Regions from separate parts of the Mus musculus genome. Here regions 2 and 3 are each linked to region 1. Evidence: chromatin contacts called from public ChIA-PET and promoter capture Hi-C data. All regions are on one chromosome and are shown on one strand. The core of a region is the stretch at or near the end of the contact, and the rest is flanking DNA. Distances in the headings are between cores, read along the strand shown. Region 1 holds the start of Tbce (tubulin-specific chaperone E). Region 2 holds the start of Hecw1 (HECT, C2 and WW domain containing E3 ubiquitin protein ligase 1). Region 3 has its middle 16 kb from the start of Lyst.

Evidence for each region. Promoter capture Hi-C pulls out the DNA fragments that hold promoters and counts their contacts. ChIA-PET counts read pairs in DNA pulled down with a chosen protein or histone mark.
Region 2: a promoter capture Hi-C map of hippocampal neurons shows a contact between it and region 1, with 5 times the contacts expected there. The contact joins the promoter of Hecw1 here to the promoter of Tbce in region 1. A contact is called at or near these places in 4 of 39 promoter capture datasets (the HPC-7 cell line, the SN4741 cell line, cranial neural crest and 1 more), 2 of 115 datasets of contacts at active chromatin or transcription factors (embryonic basal ganglia and embryonic hindbrain) and 1 of 9 other capture datasets (pancreatic islet).
Region 3: an RNA polymerase II ChIA-PET map of memory CD8 T cells shows a contact between it and region 1, with 25 read pairs. The contact joins the enhancer-like site here to the promoter of Tbce in region 1. A contact is called at or near these places in 6 of 39 promoter capture datasets (the C10 cell line, the HPC-7 cell line, cranial neural crest and 2 more), 1 of 484 Hi-C or Micro-C datasets (regulatory T cells), 1 of 115 datasets of contacts at active chromatin or transcription factors (memory CD8 T cells) and 2 of 9 other capture datasets (adipose tissue and liver).

The regions. Positions count from the first base shown.
Region 1 is chr13:14,037,780-14,042,025 of GRCm38.p6, reverse strand. It overlaps Tbce (tubulin-specific chaperone E), which reads left to right and starts at 2,388. Exons shown (of 17, transcript NM_178337.3): 1 at 2,388-2,488.
Region 2 is chr13:14,520,954-14,525,199 of GRCm38.p6, reverse strand. It overlaps Hecw1 (HECT, C2 and WW domain containing E3 ubiquitin protein ligase 1), which reads left to right and starts at 1,974. Exons shown (of 29, transcript NM_001081348.3): 1 at 1,974-2,376. It overlaps Gm30893 (a long non-coding RNA gene), which reads right to left and starts at 2,605. Exons shown (of 2, transcript XR_382090.4): 1 at 2,517-2,605; 2 at 700-1,651.
Region 3 is chr13:13,572,761-13,577,006 of GRCm38.p6, reverse strand. No RefSeq gene overlaps it. Among named protein-coding and RNA genes, the nearest start is that of Lyst, 16 kb to the left of the region's middle. Within about 2 kb of position 2,251, at least 99 of the 459 cell types and tissues checked have an H3K27ac peak or open chromatin away from gene starts, as enhancers often do. A contact at or near this core is called in adipose tissue, liver and memory CD8 T cells, where this site is marked.

The DNA of each region.
Region 1 (4,246 bases), core at 1,139-3,638:
GCTGGTAACTGTTGCCACAGAACTGCAGGGAGAGGTGGAAGGGAAAGGCATGCAAGGGCAAGGATTCCAGAAAGGTGGAAATGCTGAGGGGAGAGAACTCCCCAAAGACCCTGGAGAACATAGGAGGTGAAGGTGGCAACAGCCATCTTTTTCTTCATGCAGGACAGGGAGGAGCCCTGCCCTGCTGCAGACTCTAGAGACTCTATGCTGGGGCTGGGGGCTGAGGGGTTCCCAGAGAACATTATAAGAAGGCATCACTGCCGGGCGGTGGTGGCGCATGCCTTTAATCCCAGCACTTGGGAGGCAGAGGCAGGCGATTTCTGAGTTCGAGGCCAGCCTGGTCTACAAAGTGAGTTCCAAGACAGCCAGGGCTACACAGAGAGAAACCCTGACTTGAAAAACCAAAAAAAAAAAAAAAAAAAAAAAAAAAAAGTCCCAGGACTGCTTGGCACTGGCACCACGTGTGTCTTTCAGCCATTCTCTAAAGAGGTCTTCATCATTCTTTATAAGCCTTGTTAAAGCCCCTTTCCTCCTGCTTCCTGCCCAGGAGTTCACCAATACCAGCCAGGCTCCCCACTGGCTTTTCCCCCATGGACTCTGCCACGAAGTCTCGGTGCTTTTGGGAGGTTGTCATCTTGATCAGGCTTAACCAGCAGCTCTGGCTCTGGCAATAGCCCCTTGCACCTGCCCATACCTCAAGCTACTAGAATGTTCTTCTGTGTACTTATTTGTATGGGTACCTCTGTATGTGAGTATGCATGTATGTGCCTGTCATGCCAAGGGTCAATAGTAGGTATCTTTCCTCTTCCTCCTCCTCTTCATCACCACCATCATCATTCTTGACAGTTCTAAGGATAAAACCTAAAGACTCACACATGCAAAGCTAGCAATATTCCTCCTCACAGACTATATGAAGCTCGAGAAGAAGGCCAGCCAAAGTAAGGATGCTTCAGTCCAACTTAGAAGGGGGAACAAAATAATCACGGGAAGTAGAAGGTAGGGAGAACTTGGGAGATATAGAGGAATGTGTTCTTGTGTAAAAGTATAAAAATTCAAATGATCTCTTCTACAGTAAGTCATTCAGGGTAAACTCAGTAAACGTTTCTGGGCCAAGATCACTTAAATTTGGTTCAGAATAGCCTATCTCTTTTCTAGCATGTGTTTTGTATCAACACTTCCTTGAAAAGCATGAAGTTACAATAAATGTGGAGATATTGGCATGGTGGGCCAAGCCTGTGATTTTAGCACTTGGTAGATGGAGGCAGGATATTAAGGAATTAAGACCAATCTTGACTTTGGTAGTTAGGTGACAGAAATCCGCCTGCCTCTCCCTCCCGAGTGCTGGGATTAAAGGTGGGCGTCACCACGCCCAGCTTGACTTTGGCAAGTTTTGAGGCCAGCCTAGGATACGTGAGACTTTGTCTCAAAACAATCAGCAGCAGCACCTTCATGAAATGTTGTCCTTGAAAAACGCTCCCATCTGAAGGTCTGTGTTTCTATTGGAGACTTGCCAAATGACAATAGTAGCTTAGCCCCTCCAGGCAAGAGTGAGTCATGTTCTATGACTACTGAGACGGTTTCAAACAGGAAAGGTTCTGGCAGCTTATTTCATCTTTCATTAACCACTGACAACAGATTCACTACAGGGTTCTCGTTCACTGCTGTGCAATAAAACAGATTTATAATTAATTATGTCTCCCAGCAGAGTTGTGCAATTCCTCTTGGATTGAATTACAGCACTCTTTTATTACTGTTTTCGTGGTGCTGTCTGGTCAAACTGACTTGGATCCAGCAAAGCCGGAGCTCTTCCAAGTAAGTTTTTGCCAGCTTCAGGTATAGCAATATGAGGGGTCACATTGCGATATGCTTATATACATAGCATCTTAAATTTGTTTTCAATGAAATAGTTACTGGCTTTTTAACATCTAAAAATAAACCAAAACACTCGATTCATAGGAACGTCTTGTTTAAAGTGGTGACTTACTTAAAACATTGCGTTTACTCTTGTTCTCCCTCATGCCTTAGCTGGTTAACTTTTTCTTTCCAGTTCTGGAGGGATCAACACTACACCTTTCTATGTAACTATGAACTCCCTACGGTGATTTAGTGCCCATAAGCATGAAACATTTTTGTTTTTTAGATATGAACCCCCCTCCGCTCCTCCCATCTCTCTTGCCTCGACCTTCCCAGTGCTGATTGTAATTGCCATGAGCCATCACGCCCAGCTATGAACTTTTAGTTCGCGTCTTGAATCAACTACAGTACGCAAAATCGACTGGTCCCACAGTCCTTCGGGGTTGCAGTTCCGGTGTCTACCTTACCAGCACTTCGCGACAATAGGGTTCGCGTTTGGAAGGGCTAAAGTGGTTTTCATCACTTCCTCTGCGGAGGTGGGACTTCCGGTCTCCAGATACTTCCGCCTAGAGCCGAAAGCTTCGTCGCTGATTGCGTGAGGGTCTCTGGGTGCTGACAGACCGGCAGAGGGAAGGTGAGCTTCGTAAGGTCGTGGAGCTGAGGTGGCGAGCTGCCCAATGGGGCTGGGTTGCCTGAGTGTGTGCTTTCTGCTCCGAGACTTCTCCGGTCGGCTGGGCCCCATTGTGGGCTGACCCAGCGGAAGGCTAGTGCGCCTGCGCCAAGCGCCTTCTGGATCCTCCCCACCCCTCCCCCGTTAACATCTGGGCGTGGGTCTCAAGTGATGCTGCCATCTCTTCCTTTTGACGTTTCTGGTGGACAGCGGTGGAGGGTGGTGGGAGGGCAGAGAGGAGTATTCAGATTTTTTTCCCTTTTTTTGAGGGGGATATTTTATTTACATTTAAAATGTTATCCCCTTTCCCGGTTTCCCCTCCGGAATCCCTCTATTTCATCCTTCCTTCCCCTGCTTCTTTGAGGGTGCTCCCCACCCACCCGTCCACTCCCACCTCGCCGCCCTGGCAGTCGCCTACACTGGGGCATCGAGCCTTCACAGGGCCAAGGACCTCACCTCCCATTGATGTTCAACAAGGCCATCCTTTGCTACATATGGGGCTGGAACCATGAGTCCCTTCATGTGTACTCTTTGGTTGATGGTTTAGTTCCTGGGAGCTCTGCAGGGTCTGGTTGGTTGATATTGTTCTTCCTGTGCGTTGCAAACCCCTTCAGCTCCATCAGTCTTTTTTTCTCTAACTCCTCCGTTAGGGATCTTGTGCTCAGTTCAATGGTTGGCTGCTAGCAGCTGCCTCTGTATTTGTTAGGCTCTGGAAGCGCCTCTCTAGAAACAGCTATATCAGGCTACAGTCTGCACACTTCTTGCCATCCACCTTAGTGACTGACTTATCTCACTCAGGATATTTTCTAGTTCATTCACTTGCCTAAGAATTTCATGAAGTCATTGTTTTAATAGCTGAGTAGTACCCCATTGTGTAAATGTACCTCATTTTCTGTATCAGTTTCTCTGTTGAAGGACATCTGAGTTCTTTCCAGCTTCTGGCTATTATAAATAAGGCTGCAATGAACAGAGTGGAGCATGTGTCCTTGTTATATGTTGGAGCATCTTTTGTGTATATGCCCAGGAGTAGTATAACTGGGTCCTCAAATAGTACTATGTCCAATTTTCTTACAAACCTCTAGACTGATTTCCAGAGTGGTTGTACCAACTTGCAGTCTCACAAACAATGAAAATGTGTGTTCCTCTTTCTCCACATCTGCTGTCACCTGAGTTTTTGATCTTAGCCATTCTGACTGGTGTGAGGTGGAATCTCAGGGTCATTTTGATTTGATTTCCCTATGACTAAGGATGTTGAACATTTCTTTAGGCGCTTCCTGGGCATTCAGGATTCCTCAATTGAGAATTCTTTCTTTAGCTCTGTACCCCATTTCTAATAGGGTTATTTGGTTCTCTGGAGTCTAACTTCTTGAGTTCCTTGTATATATTAGATATTAGCCTTCTATCAGATATAGGATTGATAAAGATCTTTTCCTGATATGTAGGTTGCCGTTGTGTCCTGATGGCAGTGTCCTTTGCCTTCAGAAGCTTTTCGGTTTTATGAGGTCACTTTTGTTAATTGTTGATCTTAGAGCTTGAGTCATTGGTGTTCTGTTCAGGAAAATTTCCCCTGTGCCCATGTGTTCGAGGCTCTTTCCCACTTTCTCTTCTACTAGATTAAGTTTATCTGGTTTTATATGAAGGTCCTTGATCCACTTGGACTTGAGCTTTGTACAGGGAGGTAAGAATAGATCAATTTGCATTCTTCTACATGTCAACCACTAA
Region 2 (4,246 bases), core at 725-3,224, 480 kb before region 1:
CAGGAAGCCACACACATGACGTTTAACAATGTGGCTGCTTAAATAAGACCCCAAAAATGACAGGACCAGGTGACAAGCTAACATAGGTGGGGATATTGTGCAGTAAACCAACACTAGATGAAGATGAAGAGCTACAGGCAATTAAAGGCTGCTGAAAGAATGAATCCTTTCCAGGGATGAACCCCTAAATGAGTATCCAGTCCCAGTAAAACACACTAGTAACACTAAACAGACTGAGTGCGTGTGATAAAGAAATTTCAAGGAAATAGGAGGTATGAATGAGAGGGGTTGGAGGGAAAGGAGGTGGGTGATATAATTATATTTTAATTAATTAAAAATTCTAAAATTACAAAAGGTGTGAAACTTGTGCCCTTTTCCTTTGGTAGAAAAAGAAATAGAAAAGAAGAAAGTGCCTAGAGGAAAATAAAGCATACCTCAGGATTGTTGCACCAACACACTGAGAGATGCTGACTTATCAAGCTATCCTCATGACATAACAGGAAGAAAATCTCTTTGAGCCAAATAGATGCAGCAACACTGAAAATCAGACTGAACAACTTAACAATTAATTGAGGTGAATAAGCATTCTTTGTGGCAGTTTGTTGGAATTGTGTCTTCAGAAATCTTTAATATTAGTTTATACAAGAGACTTTTGTTGATTTACTTGTTTTTCTTCCAAATTTCTGGTTGGTATTATCATTTGGTTGATTCTGGTGTTTATTGTTGCACCTCAGCCAAGTCCATTCTTGGAGGTTTTCTTCATACCAAAGCTCATCTGTCAAATCTGGTGAAATGTGTGCTCAGGGTTCTGTGTGGCTTTTGAGATATGGTTTGAAAAACAGACAGCGTTGAACTCATCTGGTGGGAAAATCAGATTCCTGCCAGACAGAGGGAAATGTCCATTGAGAAATCACTGGGCACCTGAAGTGACGAGCGCAGGCTGGAAGGGAGGTGCTCCCGGGGGAGGGAGGAGGGTGGGAATTGAGGCTTCACTTGGTTTCCCGTGGTTTCCTCTTCTGTAAAGTTCTGCTGCAAGAGTGTAATCAGTGGCAAGAGGTGGGTCAACAAGAAGAACACCAGTGAGAAGCCATCTGTCTTATTGTTATAAATGGAGATATATCCAATCAGCTCTTCAAGAAAAGGTTCTGGAGCTAGAGGTATTACCAGGGTGACTAAGAGGAATTACCAGGCATTACTAAGTATAGTAAGAATACTAGGGTGTTCCCTGGGTAAGGGAAAAGGTACACCTCTAAGATGTGAAAAATAGTTTGCCTGGGGAGTGCCGGGCAGGAAAATAGGTAGAAATAAAAAGGCATTGTAAAAAACACAGAGTTGCGGATTATGGGGGTTGTGTGCTCAGAACCTTCGCACTTTGTGAACGTAGCAAGCCCAAATTAGACCAAATCAGTGGCCAGCATTTCACTTTCTTTTGCATCTTGGTCGGCTGGTCAAATAAAGATTTGCATTTTTCCTACTTCCATTTTACTATTTTGACAATGTGTACTGCTTAATACTAAACCTGCTTGGAAAGCTAAGCTTATCAACAATAGATACCTAGGGCGATTTACAAGCATGGCATTTGTGATCATAACGTTGTTTTGGGGGAACTTGCTGCGAAAATACTGGAGGATGCTGTGCAATGTATCTGCATCTGTGAAATGGACAAGTAAGGAAATTGAGGTGAGAACACCTGACACAGTGTACCTACCTAGAAGGTACTCATCCTTTCTGAACACAACATTTGCATGTACACAAAGGAACTGATGAACCGTGGCTGGTTCCAGATAAGCCTCGCGGACGCGTGCTAAGTGTTGGAAGGATAGGGCCTATAGTAACAAGAATATATATATATATATATATATATATATATATATATATATATACATATATACATACATATATATATATATATATACTAAAGGGGTGAGGAGGAGGGTGCGGGTGCGTGAGGCTGCAGGGCGGAGCACAGCCACAGAGAGCAAGCCTGGCTCCTGGTTGGTTCTCAAGTCTGGTTCCCACAGAGGAGCAGGCAGGAAGGGAGGGGATGCGGGAGGAAGGATAAAGCAATAAAGTGTGCTGCGTTGCCACGCACTGGGAGTCCTTGTTTGAGCCGCAACACCACGAGCCTCTGACCCAGAGGACCCCCTCCTGGCTCGCACAGGTTCACCAGTCGAGAGCTGCTCCAGCCGTGACGGTGGCTCTGACAATAGTTGGCTCAGGATACGAAGCAGCCAGAGCAAGGCAAAAGACGCTGATCGCCCAGGACTAGCAAACCAGGTCCTCAATGCCTGGCACCTATGCAAGCCACGTGCGACCCCCGGTTCTAACCTGCGTGCGGACCGGAGCATGATCTGTGCCCAGTTGGAGGCTGCCAAGGTAAGCAGACGCCACGCTCAGACCATCAGCCTCTCCTTCCCTGCCCTCTCCCCACCCCCTTTCTGGGGCGGCTTCCTCACCCTTGCGAAGCCCCTGCAGCGCACTGCCTCCAGAGAGCCGGGATCCACCCTTTTACCCACCCTCTCTTCTCCCGCGAGGTTCAATTGTTGACTTGGGGCGGGTCGCCGCCCAAGCCGGGCTGGCATCCCAAGGCTTGGGTACAGCCGGCAGATAGGGGCCCGAAGAGAAACAAAGAAGCCCCCAAACGGGTTCGCAGCGCCTCCTCCGCCCCTGGGCGCCCTCCCAGTGGCTAAGAGATGGCAGAGGAGGGGGCGGAGAGACCTACGTAATCCCCCTTTCCAGCCCACACCCACTCCTTGTGAACCAAGGCTTTTAGACAATTGTATCCCATGGTTTCTGCTCGAACTCTCTGTGCTCACTCAAAGGCTCCTGCAGCCGGCCGCCAGGTGCAGTCTACTGGGTGGTGACTGGATGGGAAGATGATCGGTGTGGGTGTTCCCCAGGCGACTCCCTATCTCTGGCCCGTTGTGCCTCTCATCTGGGCCTGCCACCTGAGTTTCAGCGGGAGCAGCTGGTCCTTTTGCCTACCCTACTGTTACCTGCACATAGGAAGAGAAAGGGGCGGAGGTTGGGGGCAGGCAAGGGGGCGCTGGGAAAGCCGCATCCGGTCCATTTTTGGCCGGAGATTCGACACATTCTCCCTACTTTACCAGGCCATGACAATGCAGCAAAATCCTAGAGCTCAAAGTGGCCCTCCATCCTCCACTCCAGGGCTTTCTGACAGCCTTGCAGCCTCAATTTCCCAGGCACTGGACTAATTTTGGGAGTGTGGATGTGTGGTCTGTTCATCTTGCGCACAGAGGCTGGACAGGGTAACTTCTTCCCTGCCAAATTCAGAACATGGGGGTAGGGAGGGGGTGTGGGGAGCTGGCAGAAAAACAGGCTGCAGAGATGTCCCAGCTTGCTGTGGTTCTGTCCACAGCTAGCCTCAGTCTGCATTGAGCTAACAGAAGATAGCATGCCGGGATATTCCTAGCTACTGAAGACATTTTTTTTTTTTTTGACGTTGCTGTAGTTTTTTAGGCTTACTTCTGGGATCTGCAGCAGTGGGAGTCTCCCTTGTTTTCCTTCTTTCTTTGAAAAGATAACTATGCTGTATTCAGCAGAAGTGGAGACTGGAAGAACAATATAGTTCAAAGATAAGGGGTGGCTTCTCTTTTCCTGGAATTTAAAAGGCGGTTTAGGAGGGTAGGTGCCTACCTGAAAAGACCAGCTTTAAAAGACCCCAGCGGTGCTGTTCCAAAGCTTCTCAAAGCAGGTGGCCAGATCTGCAGTTTCTCAACAGTGGGACTCTCCGGCTGTGGCTATCACGGTAATTCACTCTAGCGTGGGGATTCATTTTGAAAATGTGTTTTCCACTAAGAAGGGATTACAATCCACATGCCTACTCTAATATGAATGTGTGTGTGTGTGTGTTTGTAAAGACGTAGCTTGTGGCAGTTTTCCCTGTTGTCTGATCCCTCAGCTTGCTACCTCCTCTGGAATGTGGCACTGGTGAAGTGAAGAACTATTTTAAGTCCTAGACCAACAGGCAAATCGGGTCCGGAGGATTTCTTTTAAAAAAAATAGGTTCTGGTAGATCCACACTAGGATCCTGGTCTAGTGCAATTGGTTTCTTTGCAGAATGACAGATCTCTTTTTGTGGGGGGACAGATTTTCACGAAGACAGTTGCCTAAATTTATTCAGATTGTGACATTATTGACATGGTTCAGGAGGCCACATCCTGAGTTGGAGCAGCATATCATGCAGAGGGAATGCAGCTGCTGTTGTTCATGGATATGACAGCAT
Region 3 (4,246 bases), core at 1,002-3,501, 460 kb after region 1:
CAAGAGCATTTTCTCCTCCCAGCACTTCCCAGCATCTAATTTTAGATTCATGTGTTATTAGCACTGTTACATTTCAGCCAGTTTGCGACTTCAGTGGAAAACATACTTTCGCTGCAGGGTAGAGTCAGGCATCCTTTGCAGGATTCATGTGGTACTTTAATTATCTAAAATGACTCCAAGGGAATTCATGTCCAGCTCCATTACCATAATGAAGACTCACATTTAACATACACAATTACCTTTGAGGGGAAAGAGTAGGAGTTGGGATCGTCGCATGCTCTAGTAATCTCACTCCTGGGAACATAGCACAAGAAGCAGGAAGGAGGGTCTCGGATGTCTGCGCTGATTGTTCTATCACTGCTGTTCACAGCAGCCAAGGATGGAAGCAACTCAAGCCTGAACTGATGATCTAGTGGGTTAAAGGAATGTGGTACGTGCACACAGCAGGGAGGGAGCGGGGGAGGGATTCTGAGGAAATGCTGTAAGAACATACCATGAGGATACTTATGGGAAGTGATGTAAGCCTATCACAAAAGGATATATACTGTGTGATTCTGTTATTGGACTGCATCTTGAATAGTCAAATACATAAAGACTGAAAATCTAATAGTGGTTCCCAAGACTTAGGAAAGGAAAGAGCGAAGAATGAGTATTTAATAAGACAGAGTTTCAGCTGGGGAAGATGAAGTTGTGGAAATGGACGCGATGTTCTTATGACCACTGATCTGTGCACTTATGTGAGGTATTTGCCATGCGAGCTTAAGGACCTGAGTTCAATTTCTAGCACCCTTATAAAAATCCAGGCTTGCCACATACCTTTGTAGTCCAGTGTTGGGGAGGCAGAGACCTCTGGGAGTAATTGGCTAGCCACACTAGCTGAATTGTCCAGTGCCAGGTCCCAGTGAGAGCCCCCTATCTCAGGTGGTAAAGTGGATAGATCCTGAGGAACAACAGCAAGAGGTTGCCTCTGGCTGCCATACACAGGCACACAGAAACATCTGCAAGCACACTTGCACACACATGCAACTCCGTGCATGTGAACATACACACAAATACATGTTAAAATAGTAAATTTTGTTATATATATTTAAATATACATGTATGGCTAGGAAGCAGGACAGTTAACCCTACTGTGAAAGGAGAACAGATAAAGTTTCCCAGAGGAGACAGCTTTGTTTTGAAATACAAGGAAGGGATTGGCAGCCAGACAAAAGGAAAAGATATTCCAGATAAGGGAATAGCACAAGGAAATAAGAAAGGGATTAGAAATTCCTAGCAAAGAACAGGAAAAAAAAGATGCAGGTGTGCAGGTGTGCAGGTGTGCAGGTGTGCAGGTGTGCAGGTGTGCAGGTGTGCAGGTATGCGTGCGTGCGTGCGTGCGTGCGTGCGTGCGTGCGTGTGTGTGTGTGTGTGTGTGTGTGTAAAACTACACAGATGCATGTGTAGTCAGTCACATGTGTATGCAGGCCAGAGGACACCTTCAGAGGCTATGAGGGTTTCAAGACAGGGTCTTTCACTAACCTGGAATTTACCAAGTAGGCTAGGCTAGCAGGACTGGCAGCCCAGGGGACTTTTCTGTGTCTGTTTCCGGCGCTGGGATTACAGGTGCACAGCACCACGTCAAGGCTTTTGAAAAATCATTTCTAGGGATAGAGTTCAGCGCCTTGCGCATGCTCAGCAGGAACTTCAGTGACTGAGCTCTCGCCCCAGCTGCACCACTGGAGTCTTTCAAAGTGGAGAGCTGACCAGGTTGTGTTTTAGAAAGATCATGTGGAAAGCGGAATAAAGAATGAATGGAAGGTGGAAGGGACAGAGGAGTGGTAACGACAAGGAGACACTTGTGTATCCCCCTCCCCCCCTCACAGAGACTCAGCAAGGAGGTAAGGATGGAGGAGGGTAGGGAGGAGAAACAAGGAGCCCATGCAAGGATAGAGCAGTGACTTGTCGAGCAGCGGATAGATGGGAGAAGAGTTGTCTTATTATTTACTCCTGACTTCTCTACCCTCAGCCAAGCTGACCCCTCCACATCCTCAAGTGTCCCAGCCTACAGAGCAATGGCTCCTGGTCACTTGCAACCAGGGCCCTTATAGATCATTTGATACCGGGCAGGGGTCCCTCGGAACCCACTCTATCCTTAAACTCACTGTGTAGCTGAGGGCTAACCTTGAGATTACAGTTCTTCTGCCTCCACCTCTCAAGTGCTGAGCTGTGCCACCACACTCAGCGTATGTGGTACCGGGGATGGTGCCCAGGGTTTCCTGCGTACTCGGCAAGCATTCTGGCAACTGAGCTACATCCTCAGCCCACAAAGTATATTTTGAATAGGCTTGGTTTCATGCGCTTTGTTGGATCCCACATAAGCCCATCTGCTCCCATTTATAGAGTGCCCCTTTATTAACTCCGTAATGTCCTGTCCAAACCAAGTTTCTGGCACCTGAAAATCAGGACTGGCTTCTCCCCAGAAAAGGCCTTCAGCTCACCCAACTCTGGGAAGGAGCTTTATTCTCCTACATCAGACCCTCCCAGAGGTTACGCCAAGGCACCAGCCACCCTCAGAACAAGCAGTGTGCAAGAGCCAGCATCCTGCAGCACCAGTGCTGCCAAGGATTTTTTTATCATTACCTTGTCCTGTGGTACCCAAGCTCTCAACCCAAACCCAGTCTGCCTGCCCCAAATGCCCATGCTTTCTGCCGGGGCTAAGCAATCTCAGAAATATGTTTGCCTACCTGCACTGTAAGTACCTTCTTCAGAAGAGGAAGGAGGGCTTTCCTTTCAAAGTGACTCTGTGGGCACTTTCGTTGCAGCCCCATTAGCACTCATCTACCTAGTTGCAGCAGAAGTGCTCCATGCTGTTAAGCAAGCTGTGTGTCTTGTTTGCACTTAAATCCTGGCTTCCTCTCAGCTGACTTAGGGTGGCATCATTTTGCCAGCATTAGAGGAGCAAGAACAGTTGACTCAAACAACCCAGGGCCTCATTGGATGATGACAAGGGCAAACCTTTCTGTGCCTTCTGATGTCACCTGAAGAAGACACAGCAGCAGATGGTAAAGGCAATCAGTAACTCTCAGTCACTGCAAGTACACAATGTCTCCATGCAAGTTGTGGAAAGAAGCCAAAGCATCAGCAACTCTGGCACTCTTCCTGCTCCTCTCCAAGCCAAATCGTCCTTGGGAATGGCTTTCTGAAAGCCCCATGCTGCCATTTCACCCGCTGGTGGTGCTAGGAAATCTCCAAGTCTCCTCGGAATGGCCCTTTCTCCCTTTGGCTCTCTGGCGAGTGGCCATGTTTGAATCACATGGGAAATTTGGCAAAGCAAGCCCCATTCCTTTGCAGTGTGTCTGCAGTGAGGATTTTGGGTTAGAGATTGCATGATCACTCTCCTGAGTCATTGTTCCTGGATGCTCCTGCCCAGGGACAAGCCTTAATTGTGTTTCTGAGAGAAGCTTCAGAAGTTGGATTAAGAATTCTTCAATCCTTGGAGGACCCAGAGCCACTGCCTTTCGCCTTCTGGCTGCAAATTGTCACTAAACATAAAATGTCCTTTCCTTTATGCTGAGAACCGGTTCTCTCTTTTTTCATGCTTATGATATTAATTCTTTTTTTTATATGTTCATTATAAACTACTGTCATTCTTATTCCACATCAGATATGGATTTCTGAATTCATATTTGTGAGTATATGTTCATGTATGTTCAAGCATGTATGTGTGCAGGGGCATGTGCACATGGATGTTATTTCTCGGGTGCTATTCACTTAAGGTTTTGCTTGAGACAGGGGCTCTTACCACCCTGGAGCTCAGTAGTTAGGCTAAACTGACTGGCCAATGATAGCCACAGATCTGTTTGCCCCTGACTTCTCAGCATTAGGTTGCACAGGATTACATGGAATTATGTCATGCCTAACTCTCACATGGATTCCAAGGATCTCCACTCAAGTTCACACTTTACCAACTGAGTCATCTCCTCGGCCCCTTGGCAATGCTTTTATTGCCTGGAACCTTCAGCCAGTTTTCCTGTTGGAAAAATAGGGAACTTTCTCTTTTATGTCCTTTGGTATATAGGCAAATCAGTGAGTTCCAAGTTCAGCATGAGATCACATCTCACAATATAAGGCAAAGAATGATCTCAAAATATAAGGCAGAGGCATTATATTCAGCATTGACCTCTGGCTTCCATGTGCACTGTTCTAGTTTGTGTTTCTCTTATGTGATCAACACTACAACCAAAAGCAACTTGGGGAGGAAAGG